Linked DNA regions of Hordeum vulgare: region 2 is linked to region 1. The links are chromatin contacts, called in public Hi-C maps. All regions are on one chromosome and are shown on one strand. Each heading gives the region's core, a stretch centred on a gene start, on an enhancer-like site or on the middle of the called end of the contact. The rest is flanking DNA. Distances are from core to core; before and after follow the strand shown. Region 1 has its middle 17 kb from the start of LOC123451168. Region 2 holds the start of LOC123451169.

Evidence for each region. Hi-C and Micro-C count contacts between places; a contact is called where the count stands out from the background.
Region 2: a contact with region 1 is called in a Hi-C map of seedling, with 5 times the contacts expected there. The contact joins the promoter of LOC123451169 here to the enhancer-like site in region 1. A contact is called at or near these places in 2 of 6 Hi-C or Micro-C datasets (leaf and seedling).

What each region holds. Positions count from the first base shown.
Region 1 is chr4H:49,752,003-49,759,898 of MorexV3_pseudomolecules_assembly, reverse strand. No RefSeq gene overlaps it. Among protein-coding and RNA genes, the nearest start is that of LOC123451168, 17 kb to the left of the region's middle. Within about 2 kb of position 4,903, at least 3 of the 3 cell types and tissues checked have open chromatin away from gene starts, as enhancers often do. A contact at or near this core is called in leaf and seedling, where this site is marked.
Region 2 is chr4H:50,518,103-50,525,998 of MorexV3_pseudomolecules_assembly, reverse strand. LOC123451169 reads right to left here and starts at 4,147. Exons shown (of 3, transcript XM_045128181.1): 1 at 3,888-4,147; 2 at 3,455-3,734; 3 at 1,461-2,245. The coding sequence starts at 3,943. The coding sequence ends at 1,733.

The DNA of each region.
Region 1 (7,896 bases), core at 3,654-6,153:
GACTATAATATACCATCCCCTCCGTTCCTATTTAATTATAGTTGGAGAATAGTTTAATGTAATCGGTAGTCATCTCAAAAGAACCTGTAATCGGCAGTAATCTTCTTTGTTACGTTACCAGCGTCATACCATGTGTTTGGTTGGGCTCCACGTTATTCTGTCGATCACTCCGGCGGCTAGACCGTGGCGTCGGATGTTAAGCAAAGGATGTGAATGGTTTAACACCAATGATGCATCAGCATCTTATCTCTTGTGATGAGCCATGTTTTGTTATCGCCGTATTCTCATGGATGAGTACAAACACCCCAGTAGTAAACGCTTATCTCGTGTTTGACTAGTGGTGGCAGATTCGTTTCTTTTTATCCCCTCTGATAACCTGTTGCTCTCCTAAATCACTTATTTTCCAAGGAAAGGATCATCCAGCTTGGTCCATGACAACGAACATTGATGCGTGCATAGGCCTGGATGTAGATGTTGCGTTGTATTATCTCGATGGTTTTCCGGTTAATCTTTTCGTAAAATTGTTTTCACTGTTTGTGACTAGGCCACTTGGAGTTGGAATTTTTGGGCAAGAAAATTGGATAAGATCGAGAGCGGGTTACTGTCAAAAAAGAAGAAGATCGAGAGACAGCCCATGTGAGGGTGGAGGAACCAGGAGGGTGATTGGTTTCCACTTGGCTGGCAGGTGGGGCAGTGGAGCTGAACGAACAGTAGAGTTTGTTTCACCTCAAAAGAGAGAGAGAGAGAGAGAGAGAGGGGGTAGAGTTTGTTGTATGGTGGTGCACCTCACTTGAAGTTTCTTCACGCCAAGGGCATGATCGGGGTTGCTTCTAGAAGCTTTTTTCTCCCATTGTACATGCATGTGCGACGAACAGCATGTAAGAGTTTCCAGATTTCTGGATTTCACGTGCTGCTGTGATCAAAGATTTGGGGAGTTGACTTGTCGAAGTCAACGGACGGAGATGAAAGGGAAACGACGCGAGGGGCGCCTAGCCTCGCTGTACAGTATGTACGTACGAAAAAATCAACACACGAGGTTTGTCCCGTGCCCCGTATCCAGGCATCTCTCAGCGGAATTGAAACGTCAAACGTAACTTGGACATGGACGTGGCTGCTGGGTGTACATGGTATGATGTATAGTACGACCAGAAAACTCTGCTGCTCGTGTCAACACAAAAGAAAAGAAAAAACTCTACTGCTGGCGGGTCTGCTCTAACCAATTCCAACCGTTTGTGCGGTGGTGCGGCTGTGCCGGCAGTCATCAACTCATCGTGGCTCCGCTCGATAAAAACGCGTATGGGCGGCGACGTGAGTTGCACCGGCCGGCCGGTTTGTGTAGTTCACCGGCCACTAGGGCCAGGCCACCGTGACGCCACGACGGACTGTTCGGCTTGCCTAATCGGATCGGGGTCACGAGAGCTTAGCTGCTCACTTTTCTCACTATAAACTACTCCATCCATTTTAAAATACTAACTGTCTCAACTTTATACTCCCTTCGTTTTTAAATATAAGATCTTTTAGAAATTATAGTATGGACTATATACGGATGTATATAGACATATTTTAGAGTATAGATTCACTCATTTTGTTTCGTATGTAGTCTATAGTGTAATCTCTAAAAGGTGTTATATTTAGGAACGGAGGGAGTACTAGTTATAGTATAAATTTATACTAAGTTTAAGACATTTATTTTGAAATGGAGGGAGTACTAACTCTTCCGGTAGGCGGTCGTCATGATCCATCGGCAGTTAATCCTAATCATGGCTGGATCGGCTTCATATCATGCTGAGTCCTGCGGTTAACCAACGGAATTATTACCACCTCTGAGATCTGACAATGTTATTCTCCTGAAGCAAGGCTCTCACTGCCTTCAGTCTGCGACGGGGCAGCGTGCTTCTAGAAGGCGAAGCAGTGGACTGCTTCAACATCTTCCAAAAGGAAAAGTACTCGCTGGTGACTAGAGTGCTTCAGCAGGATAGACGGCTGAATCCTGAATCTCATGTGGCGCGAGTCTGCCTGCACGATTTTTCCGCGCAAAAGATGAGCTTTCCCAGGCGATGCACATGCCCTGCCTTTGCTTGGGAGTGGTGGATTGATAGATGATTAAAATTTAGACTGCAAGCTACTACCTTCTTCCTAAATATAAGTTTTTTAAAATAATTTATTACTCCCTTCATTTTTAAATATAAGTCTTTTTAAAGGTTTCACTAGAAGACTATATATGAATGTATATATACATACTTTAAAGTGTAGATTCATTCATATTGCTTCGTATGTAGTCCCTTGATGAAATATCTTCTAAAAGAATTATATTTAAGAACGGAGGAAGTATATAAGTACATACAGAATAAAATGAATAAATCTATATCCTAAAATATGTCTATATACATCTGTATACATGCGTTGTCTTTGCTTGGGAGTAGTGAATTGGTAGATGGCAGAAATTCAGGCTGCAAGCTAGCTGAGTACTGGTCGCCGTCAGTTATGCAGAGGCAGCCATCGATCCATGAACGGCGAAGGAAGAACGGCAGCACAGCTCCGGGCCGCCGCCGCAGCCAGGCATGGTGGACACGCAGAGTTTGCTTGCATTCCCCTCCAAGTAAAGCCTGCGCTTCCGGCACCGCGCTGAATCTGTAGACTGTAGCCGCCACACCAGCAATCCGTCAGCCGGCCGGGGACGAGTTCAACAGCCATGGCTTTGCCGCGCGGCTGCCTACGGGAAGGGACGGAGAAGTTGACGGGACGTGGCGGGCAGGAACGGCCCACGTCCGCCACCCACGCGCGACGTAAGCACAGTACGTGACATCGCGGGGGGGGCGCAAAAGTCCTGCTTGGCATCCGCATCCCGGGATAAGGAAGCCACGTCGGCCGGCTGAGCTGTGGGCGGCGCCGTGGGAAGGCGCTAACAAAATGATGGGCTTGGATCACTAAAATACTCACACGATGTCGCCTCCGAAAAGAAAAAGGAAGCTCACATGTCACATGATGCTGATCGATCCTACATCGAATTACTCCTCCATTTTCTTTATTCATTTAGGTTCGTGAGATACAGATGATTGGTTGGGTCTCTTTCATTTGATGTGTTGGACATGGTTTTGGAAATACGGGTGCATGCACGTTCCATATGAACGATAGAATAAAATAAAAATGTAAAACACATATTTTGAAGCAGTAATTGTAACATGAATCGCTGAAGTGCTTTACTTATGTGCAAAGTATTCTATCACAAAAAAAAACAATGTCTGGAATAGTTTGTCAAGTTCTTTAACCTTAAACTTAAGAGTTGTTTGATTTTTAGTTATTATTGTGTGGTGTCATGTCATGTGTGTCAATTAATAGAGATCCAGACTCAAAATGATATAAATTTATAGAGATCCTTCCGAACGAAAAACCTTGATGCATGACCCTACTCTCTTTTTTCAGATTTAATAATATATGTATGCATGACCCTATTTTTTTGTTGAGAGATAACGATGCATGACCCTCCTAAGCCGCTTATGCTATTTCTAGCCTTATTCAAGCCGTAATAAGTACCGCCTACATGATGACGCTACTGTGTTTATCATATTTTCACTGTTTGGGGTCGGTTGTCTTCTAATTTCTTTGGTTTTTCTTTGGCTTTCTTCGTCTTTTCTTTTCTTTTTCTTTAGTTTTCTTCAGGTTTATTTTTCTTTATCGTTTTCAACCGTTTTCTTTGCCTTTTCTATTTTTCTATTTTTTATTTTTTATACAACATGTGTCTACTTTTCAAACTATTTGTACATTTTTGCATACATCTATAACTTTTTTAATACAAATTTCATTCTTTCTAATATATGTTTTGATGTCCACGTCTGCGTATATCTTGCACACTTTTGTATACATATAAAACATTGTTATACACGTTTATCATTTTTCAAATACATGATAAAATGTTTTCAAACTACTTGGTTTGAAGATTTGCTTGAATACATGTTAAAGGTATTTTGAATATAAGTTGATTGTTTTGGACGATGGGTAACTTTTTAAAGCATGCGCACAATTTCTTAAATACAAACATTATTTAGAATGTCACAAACATATTTGTGAGACGTGGTCATTTTTAATGCAATTTCAATTTTTTTATTGGTATGGATTATTAATTTTATTTACATGAATATATTTTTACATTTTATAACAACTTGGCAAAATGTTGTCCACATTTTTTTGGAATACTCGATCTTTTTATAAATGGCACTTTTTAAAAATTGTAAAAACATTTTCTATGAGCTGATAAAACAACTTTATATATGTGCGATCAATACTTTGAAAATAAACAAAATTATATTTTCTAATATAAATAAATATTTCTAATTACAAATAGAAGTAAAAAAACACGTACTCCTACTAAATATGTCCACTATGCAAGGTAGCTAAACAAGTACAGTAGCACAAGAAAAGCAAAAACGTACTTCAACAACAAAAGTGCTATTATGAACTCGAGCTCACATGCTCTCAGATGAACAGTAAAATCCCCAAAATAGTAAAACAAATTAAAAAACTGAAATCTTGTGGTAAGAAACATTGATATTTTTCTTACGTGCATGAAAAAATTTCATAACGGAATCACATTTCTGAAGATGTGGACAAGAAAACAAAAATTATGCTCCTAAATGCTTCCAGAAACACTTTTTTTAAGCATTGATTTTTTATTTTTTTGCCCACAGGTCCAAAAAATTTGATTTCACCATGAAATTTTGCACGCATGTAGAAAAAATATCAATATTTCATGTCCTAAAATATCAGATTTTTTTGATTTGTTTACTATGTTTACCAATTTTACTGTTTATCCGGGATTATGTAAGCTCGAGCTCACATACGCCATGTCCGTTCAACAAGAGCTTTTTGTAGGGGTACTTCAACAAGAGTTGAGCGCACATAGACAAAAAGCTTTATACTGGGCCGGCCCACTTGTGAGTGCACCGTAGGCGAGCGCTACCTATGGCTCGCACTAGGTGAGGAGAGCTCCTAGTGGCAAAACCTATTTGGCGTCACAAGCATCCGTTGCAATGCAATTTTGCAAACGAGCGCCTGCAGCATCCCCGCGTTGGGCCGGCCATGTTAGGATGAGTCAAAGAAAGAAACAAGAGGTGACGTACAGTGCGGGGTGAGGAGTCGCTTTCCCCGGCTGCTTTCCTCCTTTCTTTCTTTTTTCTTTTTCATTTTCTTTGACCCGGTTCATCGATATTTTTTCTTTGAACTGGTACAACGATTTGAAAAGAGTTCACCAATTTTTTCGTTTGTTTTTCTAAATGATGAACTATTTTCATATATTTGAACTTTTTCAAATTTGATGTTTTATTTGCAATTTTGAGGAACTTTTTTCCAAAATCTATGAACTGTTTTTCAAATTTGATGAACCTTTTTCCAAAATCTATGAACTTTTTTCACATTCAATAAAGTTTTTTTCCAAAATCGGTGAACTTTTTTCAAAATTGATGAACATTTTCCAAAAGTCGATGATTAGTTTTCGAAAATTGGAAAAACTTTTTTGGCGCTTCAGGCGCAAACTAAGGCATCCGGCGCTCCCAACCGCCAAATCATGGGCCGCTCCATGTGGCGAGCACTCTACTCGCCCGGCCTGACATTCGCTCGCTCGTCGTGGTTGACCAATTGAGTGGTCAACTATTGACTTTAATAAGAAAGAAGAAAAAAAATCATGGATTTAAAAAAGATCAACGAATTTTTATAAAGCCAATCGTATTTTTCAAAAAGTCCATTTAAATTTTAGAAAAGTTCATCAATTTTGAAAAAAGGTCAGCGATTTTGAAAAAAGTTCACTGATTTTGGCAAACATTTCATCGAATTTGAAAACAGTTCATCAAATGAAGAGCAGTTCACCGATTTTGGAAAAAGATCATTGAATTTGGGAAAAAACATCAAATTTGAAAAAAGTTCAAAAATTGAAAATAGTTCAACATTAAAAAAATAAAATAAAAAAATTGATGAAATCTTTTCAAATCGTTGTACCCGTTCAAAGAAGAAAAAAAGAAGAAAAATCGATGAACCAGGTCAAAGAAAAAAATAAGAAAAAGAAAGAAAGGAGGAAAGCAGCCGGGGAAAGCGACCCCTCATACCGTGTTGTACGTCACCTCTCGTTTCTTCCTTTGACTCATCCTAGATGGGCCGGCTTGACGCGGGGATGTTGCACGTGCCGTTTGCAAAATTGCATTGCAACGGAAGCCTGTGGCATCAAATATGTTTTGCCCTAGGTCAGACGGGACCTCCTATGAGCCGTTCGTTGCGGGTGACTACCAAGCGGACGCATGGGGCGCGCCGCTGGGTCGGCCCAGTTTATTTTTGGCTTAACAAAATCTGATAATTTTTATTTTTGCTTTTCTTTCTCTTCCTTTTTTGCTTTTCTGATTATTTCCTTTCTTATTTTTCTTCGTATTTTTTCTATTTAGTTTGTCAGTTCGTATTTGAAGCAAAAAATAATCGAATTTGCAGATTTTTTTTGAAAATACAGAACCTTTTTTTGAAATTTCAGAACATTTTTTTTAATTTTTGAAAAGCCAATGTTTGAAACTTTGGACATTTTCTAAAAGCAAGAACATTTATTTATTTTGAACACGGACTTAGTTTCAAAATTGAACTCGGAGTTTGTTTAAAAATCAAACTAAATTTTAAAATTTTGATGTTTTTCTGAAAATTCAAATAATGTCGAAAATACTGAATGTTTTCTTAAAGTATTGATTTTTTTTAAAAATACTAAACATTTTTGGAAAATCCCAACATTTTCCAAAGTTTTTTTTTGAAAAATGTAACTATTTGAAATTTAGCACATTTCTTTAATAATAAAAATCATTTTCGGAATTTGAAGAACTTTTTCTGACAATCACAATTTTTTTATGAATTTATGAATGCTTTTAGAAGACAACAACTAATTGGAATTTAGAACTTTTTAAAAAAGGAAAGACATCGTTTGAATTTGAAGAATAGTTTTGAAATCCAGAACTTTTTTTGGAAAATACAGGCATTTGTCAAATTTATGAACAAAGTGTAAAATTGACATTTTTTAAAGTTGGAACATTTTTTAAAAGCAATTTTTTTTCAAAATTTAAGAACAGTTTTCGAACAAGAACTTATTTTAAAATTGAACAAATTTTGATGTTTCGAACACTTTCTGAAAATACTAGAAAAATTGAAAATGGCAAACATTTTCTTAAAAATAGAGTTTGTTTTAAAGTACCGAATAAATTTTGAAGTTATGAATGTTTTTATAAAATGGCAACTATTTAGAATTTAGAATACTTTTATAAAATCAAATATAATTTTGTATTTGTAGAAAGATATTGAAAATTCAGAACATTTTTTGAAACAGAAACAAAAAAGAAAAAAAAATAAAAAAGGAAAAAAAGAAATCCTGTTCACGGAACCTTTTGGAAGTTTCTTAAGCTGGAAAAATACGGCTGTAAACCATTAGAATGTTCTCAAAACCACGATCAGTGCAAAGCGCTAATGGGAGAGCTCATTTAAATCGCTCGCCTCCCTTCTATGTGCGCTTGTTTGATACTTTGATGCAACGAGCGTCAAATAGGATATTCCAGGTGAGACTCGGATGCACTGACATGTCCACTACCAAGCAGAAATGAGCCAGCACCATTCAACAACTTTTGAACTTCCGTTTTTTTTTTGTTCCTGCTGTTTTTTACTAGATAGTTGTTTGTGCGGTGAAACGAGAGTATAAACAATCTAATAGATTAGTCAGCGACTACACGTATACAGTTACATTGATGTGCTAAAATTTTAACAAGTTTGGTAAGAATTTATTCACATACCAATTTTTTATGAGAATTTAATGAAACGTGGGATGGTTGATTCCATTATAAAGAAAGTTGACTGGAGAAAAATGCAAGATGAAAGAAAAAAAATCAA
Region 2 (7,896 bases), core at 2,898-5,397, 770 kb before region 1:
GTATGTAGTCTATTAGTGAAACATCTAGAAAGACTTATATTTAGGAACGGAGGGAGTATTAGTTACCAACCTAGTGCAAAAATGGTCACATATTTAAAATTGCGCCTGACTTTAAGATAATTTGGCGATTCTAATAATGTATTCATGATTTTTAAAATATTTTATAGTATAACAAGTTTCATGTATTTAAAAAAAATGTTCTAGTGAAGTTAAAAATTGGCGTGTTTTTTATTTTATTCCATTTTATTTTACAAATTATTTTTTTTCTATTTTTAGTTAGTGAAAATTCTTTAAATTTAAAACGAGTTGTCCAATTTCGTGGCACTTTTTAAATCATGACTATTTAAAAAAAATGAAGAATATTTTGAAATTCGAAAACATTTTCAATTCATTAACCTTTTTGAGAATTTATGGCTACTTTGTAATTTTCGTGATCATTTTTTAAATTCCCTCATCATTTTTTAAAATTCCTTATTTTATCAAAATTCGTGAAATATTTCCAAGTTCTCGAATATTTTTGGAAAAAATGGTTTAATCCATCACAAATCGTAGCAGGTTTTTTCTGTTAGCGAACAACCGTTGATATTTGTAGAGCGGGTGTCATGATAAGAAAAAATGCAGCGTACGAGTGAGCGACGGGCCCGTCCCATAGGGTGTCGCTCCGATAGCAAGACATGCATTTTGTGACTCAAGTATCGAGCTATATGCCATGAAGAACTGAGCGGGGGGCACATAAAATCTTCAAGAGTTCTACTATTCCTTTCTCAACTAAAAACATGCTATTAATTAAAAGACCTCTTCAAATCCATAAAACATGACGCATAAATTGCATGCATTGATTCTTCAATTAATAGATGAAGTCTAATTAATACGCATGCAACTAATACTACTGTAATGTGCCTTAGCGTTTTGAGATTATTTGATTTTTATAAGATGCCTAATACACCGAGACGGAGGGAGTATTTTCTTTGCCGACATCTAATGCTGATCGTAGTTTTGTCAAAATAAAATTAGTCTCATTCTTTTTGGGCGGTGCCATGAACTTAGAGAATTTTGTGCCTCACACAACTGCCATGAAGTTAGAGAGTTTTGTGCCTCACACATCCAATAGTTCGGAGTTGATGAGTTTAGCGTGTCAAGTTTTTTTTTTTTTTTGGTACGATTCTTTGTGAAGTTGAAATTTCATGGACACCATGATGATGATATTTTGATTCGACAGCATGAACGATGATATTTTGATTCGACAGCATGAACTTCTAGAAGATCATCCCCGGGCAAGTAGATACATGGCATGCACAACATGTATCTACACGCCGCTGATCACCTCCTGATCCCAGGTAAATATATGTTCCATCCTTGCACTGATCTGTAAAGTTCACAAACATACGCTTATCTCTGAGTTATTGCCGCATTTTGTGAGCCATGTCAGGATCACCGAGCTGTGTTGGACTCTGAAACAGTGGAGACAGAATTGTGACATGGCAAAATTGTAGCTACTCCCTTTCCTTTATACGTACTAAGTAGACTGCAGCTAGCTAGCTAGCACTTTTCGTGAGCACTTACAAGCATGCATCCGTGCAGTCGATTGCAAAAGCCAAAGTAGGTATACACACATTCTCGCTCGATCAAACACTAGTACGTACCCCAGTACGAGACACCATTTCCACAAAACCGTAGTATTTACTTCACGCCCGCCTAATTAATGGTGACAGTGCAAGAGAATTGAGACGCTTTAATTCTCCTCGGAGCTGGAGTTGCAACTAGGGGCGGGTGGTGGCGCTGACGGGCAGGTAGACGTAGTGGCCTGCGCCAGCTTCTTGAGCTTGGCGATGATGGTGACGAGCTTGTTGTCGAGCCGGCTGACGATGCACCGGGGCAGCCACCCGGCCGCCGGGTCAAGCTGTACGACGTAGGTGACGATGCAGGACTCGACGCCGTCGTGGTCGGCGTCCAGCTTCTCGACGACCCACCCCGACTGCAGGAGCAGGCCCCGGCCGACGGAGCTCCGGCCCTTGGAGTCCCGTGGCAGAAGGCCCGCCGCGATCTCCTTGGGCAGCGACGCCACGGCCACCACCAGCGTGCCGTCGTCCATCGTCTGCCGTCGCTCGTACACGACGAGGTCGCGGCGGCGGAAGAGGCCACCCGCCGGCCGCTTCGAGGTGTCGCCGAACTTGAGGTGGATGATGCTCAGGTCCTCGCCCAGCTCCTTGATGTACGTCGCGTCAACCAGGTCAGACTCCCACTGCTGCACGTGATAACAGCAACAGCACATTGGATTGGTAAAATGCTCACTGGAGGATATTTTTTTGTATAGTGAACTCCAGCTAAGCGTAACTAGTTGGCAGGGTTAATAATGCAATGTTAGCGGACTAGCCTTTCTTGTGAGGAATATCAGAACAGTAGCTACATCCAAAACGGTAGAAGCTCAGTCTACCAGATGAGGGAGGAACAGGACCAATGGACCATCCGAACATGCATGGTGGGCAACCTAGCGCCATGATCACCGAGTGGTGTACTTAAAGAGGTTAGGTAGGAGTATTGATATTTTGCACCCAGCCTAGTTACATAACTTTCGAGTCAAAGAATGGCCACTGCACGTTCGTCTGTCCTATGCATCTTATTTTGTTTGCGTATATGCAAATTCACGGTTCGACTGTACTCTAAAAATATCACATGCCTTCCTTGTAGGCCTAAAAACAAAGTTACCACTAATATCGGCACTTTCAAGGGTTTGGATATCCAGTTCCTAAGTTTGCTGTTTAATTCCATTTTATTCTGTATAGTTGGAAGGAAGATGCATCTGGCTCCACATGCGCGTGGGCGTGGCCATATGGGGCGGCCATGCATGTCTGCATGCGATTGCCACCGATTAATCACAGATTGCACACATGCATGCATCTAGTTAATCATCCTCGTATGGCGTGCTCTCTGCTCGCTCTGGGATCTCGAGGTCAAATGATTTGGCTCGTACTTGTGGGCTCGCAAACTCTCGCGTGCCCGCTCGCTTGCAGCTGCTCCATGTCAGATAGTGGTAAAATAAGTGCAGTACGCACCCACAGAATCAATTACTGCCCCCCTTCACGGTTGGCCTGTGCAACGCTAGGCAGGCTGCGAATGGAATTCGGTCACGGGTGTATCAATACATAGACATGCATGTGTTGTTGGGTCGGCAAGTCACGCGACGCGTTACCGTCACCTCCGTGACCAATTAAAGCGGTCATAACTTGTCCAGCTAGTCGAGCCAGCCAGCTGCTGCCAAAGTGGCTCCGAGACTACCATCCCAGTGGTACTACTACCCAGACTAACCCATCATTATTGATAAAATAAGTACACTTCTGCTGGTTCGTGAGCCCAAATCACACACAGCGAATTCTCTGAAAACAGTTACTGTAATACTGTAGTATACAGAAGAAGAAAGAAGAAGAAAAGGAAATGAAGATTTCATATGCGTTACCTTTGCTGCGTCGACGGCGTTGGCGACGGCCATGAACTGCTCCGGCGAGACGGCGTAGAGCAGCCACCGGCTCCGGAACATCTGCCCCGTCCCCGACCGCCGCTTCGCTATCTCCACGCCGTTGCAGTACGCCAGCGTCTGCCACCCGCCGTCCTCCTCGTCGCCGCCTCCTCCCCCGCCGCGTCCGGCGCCGCCCGAGTCCGACGCCGCGAGCAGCTCCTGGATGCAGCTCTCGCTAGCGTAGCTCACGTACCTCCTCAAAGAATCCTCACTTATGGACCTACAAACAAATTAATTACAAGCCGCAAAACACGATCAGGCCTGACCTTCTTGTGATCAGAACTGAAGATCACGATACACTACTACTTGCTGACAAACTAAGAAGCAAAACGGGAGCACATATGTCAACTGATTAGCATTAGCAATCACGTACCATGACCTCGAGCAGACCGAAGGGGAGGAAGATGTGGGGGAGCTGCCATTGCTCATGCTTCTTCTTCTTCTTCTTGTCACGAACGAAGTTTGTGCTTGTGCCTAGGATGATGATGTTTTGAGATGAGGAAGAGAAATGGATGGGCAGGTATAACTATTAGGCTTTCTGGTCGATGAGATGGCCGAGCTATGTAGCTAGCGAGGCTGTATTAGCCTAGATGGAGCAGGTTTAGCTTTTATATATGGAGAGACTGGGGTTGGAGAGGCGAGGTTTTATGACGGAGAGGCAGGAAGAGTGAGTAGGAAACGGAGGTGGAGCCACATGCAGTGATCGGGGCACATGGAGATGCCAGTGACAGAGAGGGCGGTGGCCGGCCGGTGGTGGCTCTGCTCTGCCCTCCGCCATACACCACAGGGTAAAATAAAGACAAAAGGGCACTAGAAAAAACGCAAATATTTCTGTACTTTGCTCTCCATCATGCTAGTACCAGTATTTCTTTTGCTACTACCTAGGAACTTGGAACTTTACAGCATGTAACTTGATGAAGAGTTGTTGCATGTACATCACTAATTTGCCTAGTGCAATATGTGGAGTACAATGTTCAGAAAGTCTTGATTTGCACCAGAGTTGTTTGTAAGGTGATTTAGTGGTTGCATTTTAGCTGTGTATTTGATTAACTCTAGAGCAGTGCAAATGCTAAAGGTGGTGGTAAGGATATATGCTTTTCCTTTGGAGTTTGGAGACCATCACAATAAAGAGACGAAGAAGCAAAGGTAGATGCCGGGGGAAGGTTTCTGCACATGGCATGTTGGCAGGACTGCTCTACAAAGGAAAGAATTGTGGGCTTTAAGAGACTGATTTAATTATGGTTAAGTGAGGTTAAAGTTGTGAATCAAAGGAGAGGTTAGAGGATTGCTTTTGGGGCGCTTGTCCTTCTTTCCTGTGGGGTTTGGGGGCTATGATATGCTCTCATTGCCTATACATGTGCCAACCAAGCTCCACGTCGGAGCCAAGAGGACCATCGTGACCCTTTCTGTCAACTAGAATTGGTTGTGATATTCAAAGGGGTACTTAGGAAGTAGTAGGTGCCACATTTAGTAGCTCCCGACGTGGAAGAGGTGAAATGTGATAAAATGTGCAGGCTGGCAGATCAGAGTTGCCATGAGAAAATAAGTTTGTCAAATCTAGACCAGATTTTGGTTGTTTAACCTGTTGGGACATAAGAAAGAGCTTATGCACTATAAGTTACTTTGCTTGTTTTGGAGTAAGCTCGTTCTCATGTCCCATCAAAGGAATGATACTCCCTCCGTCCCAAAATAAATGACTCGATAGTGACTCAACTTTATACTTATTAAAGTTAGTATAAAATTGAATCATTTTTAAGTCATTTATTTTGGGACGGAGGAAGTATTACTTAGGACACCAATAACGCGTTGACGTTCCGTTAGAGAGGTCACCGAATGAACGAAAGTTCCCTACAAAAGGCTTGTTTGAGCTAACAACATCATCCCGGAGTGTTCCCTAGAAAAACTACTCTCACTGAACGCTCGTGAATTGCCATGCTATAATAGATCCATTTGTCATGCTATTGCAGACAGATTTGCCATGTTGAAAAAAAGGCATGCTAGCAGAAAAATTGTCGGGAATTTGCCATATCGTGGCAGAGTAAATTGCCATGCATACCGGAGATTTTCACATGACAATTTTTTTTTGCCACCTAGAGTATGAGAAATTTGCCACAAAATGACAATGATTTGCCATGTTACAAGAAGATAAATGACATGATATAACATAGAGATTTGTGATGCTGCAGAAAAGAATTGACACGCGTGTCTTCAGGAATTTGCCATGCTGCGTACGAAGAACTGCCATCCTACAAATATAAATTACCAAGATGCTAATATAGGGAAAAAAAGTTCCCTCACAAAGTGGCAACGGAGCGAAAGATTGCGTTTTGCCCAGGCCTTCCCTCCCAATGGTCTTCTCATCGAACACGCTGTGATTTGTGCAAGAAGATCGGGCAGGCCACATGGTGTTTGCTTGGATTTTGTTGGGAGCTGACATCAGTTCGTCAACATTTAGGACTGTATTTGATGATGGAAAATCTGCTATCAGAGCTTCAATAGTCTTCTGGAATCAACCCGAAGGCACTGGGTATTTTCCTTTTGAAAAGGAAAAAAGGTCCTTCAACCAAACAACGATGACAAAGGAAAGAATGATAGTGTTGCGCATCCACTCACAATGACATATAGAGAGGAGGTGAGTGAGAGGAATTTGGTGTGATGGTCGTCTCCCTTGAGGTGGATCGAAGAAGATAAATGTCAATGGACGACCAACGCGGAAACTACATGAACCATATTTTTCATGATTTGGATGGGTACATTTTTTTGTTGGCTTTACCCAATTTAAAAGTTACATAGTTTACCTATTTGTCATGATCTTGTGACATATTATTATTATTATTATTATTATTATTATTAGCTCAAGCTTTTTTTTGTGGAAGATTAATTTGCTCAATCTGAGAATCGATCCATTTATTAGGATGGCCGAGTAGCTGATTGGCAGGACAACTAAGTGCTTATTTGTTTGGGTGTACTAAAATATGTTAAACTTTCTGAAAGTTTAAGAAATTATGTCAAATTATGCTGAACAATGCGGCTTGTGACACCACATTATTCATGTGCTATGTTGGATACGACCATAATGCATATGTAAATTCTCTAGTGGGCATCTAGCAGATATCCTGTCATGAGAGTTTGGCTTGTTAATTAGTTTGATAAAGATAATAAGATAAGTTAAAACCCGTTGGAGTGAAAATGTAAAGTATGGCTTGATTTTAGGAATAGGATATTGTTTTTCACTATTTTTCCACAAGTAAACGATCTACGACGGTGTGCCTTGTTTATTTTAACCGTGAAATTGGGATGACCAACCCACAAAATAACTAAAAAAATAGCATACCTCTCATCGTCATAATAACCGTTAATTTGATTATTTTGGTTAAGGCTGCTCTAGCAGAGTCGCCGTCCCATTAAGGATCATCATAATATAAAGTCATCCCCCACCTCGACAACTACACGTGGCAGGAATAAGACAAAGACGAGGTCACCCTCTCAGCACTCCAGCATGAACCGTGTAGGAGCGTCACATAAGGATGTGCCCTCGTGCATAACATCCAACATCGAAGTGATGGACTCAAAATCAAGCTAGGATGCTAAAGCGACAAATTTTAACACCCATGATATGAAAATGTCGCTAACCGACTTTTCACGCTCTATGTAATCACTTTGTATACAACATTTGGTCAATTTAACTAATTAAGCGTTCAATTCCTAAAATATAGTTGATGTCATTTGAGTTTGTGTGTCGTCTTGGCAGCCTCTATATATTATGGAGCACATTTCACATGGACAACTCTAATATTAGAGTTGCTATTAAGGCCCCTCCCAGTGCTTCATTTTCTACAGATTCTAAGCATGCCACGCAGGCGAAAAATCTGTTGTAGCAAGGTAAGTAAGAGGAGAGAGATGAGTGTGGTGATCCCAGGGAAAAACAATGTCAAGCATGTGGACCTAGGCAAAACGCTTAAATGAAAGAAACCCACGAGTGCATGAAGAAGTTTGCTTGCTCAATCATTTAATGGAGCATGTTTAGCTACAACAAGTTAAGCAACTATGCATTAGGGACTTTAGTTGCTAAACTCTTTAATGTGCTTAGCACCTTATCTTAGCACCAATATATTGGAAGTGGCCTTAAGGGCTTATGGAACACATTTCACACGGACAACTCTAGAGTTGATCTTAAGGCCCCTCCCAATGCTCCATCTTCTACAGGTGCTAAGCATGCCACACAGGCGAAAAACCTGATGTAGCAAGGTAAGTAAGAGGAGAGAGATGAGTGTGGTGATCCCAGGGAAAAACAATGTCAAGCATGTGGACCTAGGGAAAACACTTAAATGACAAAAAACACCAATGCATGAAGAACGTTGCTTGCTCAATCATTTATGAAG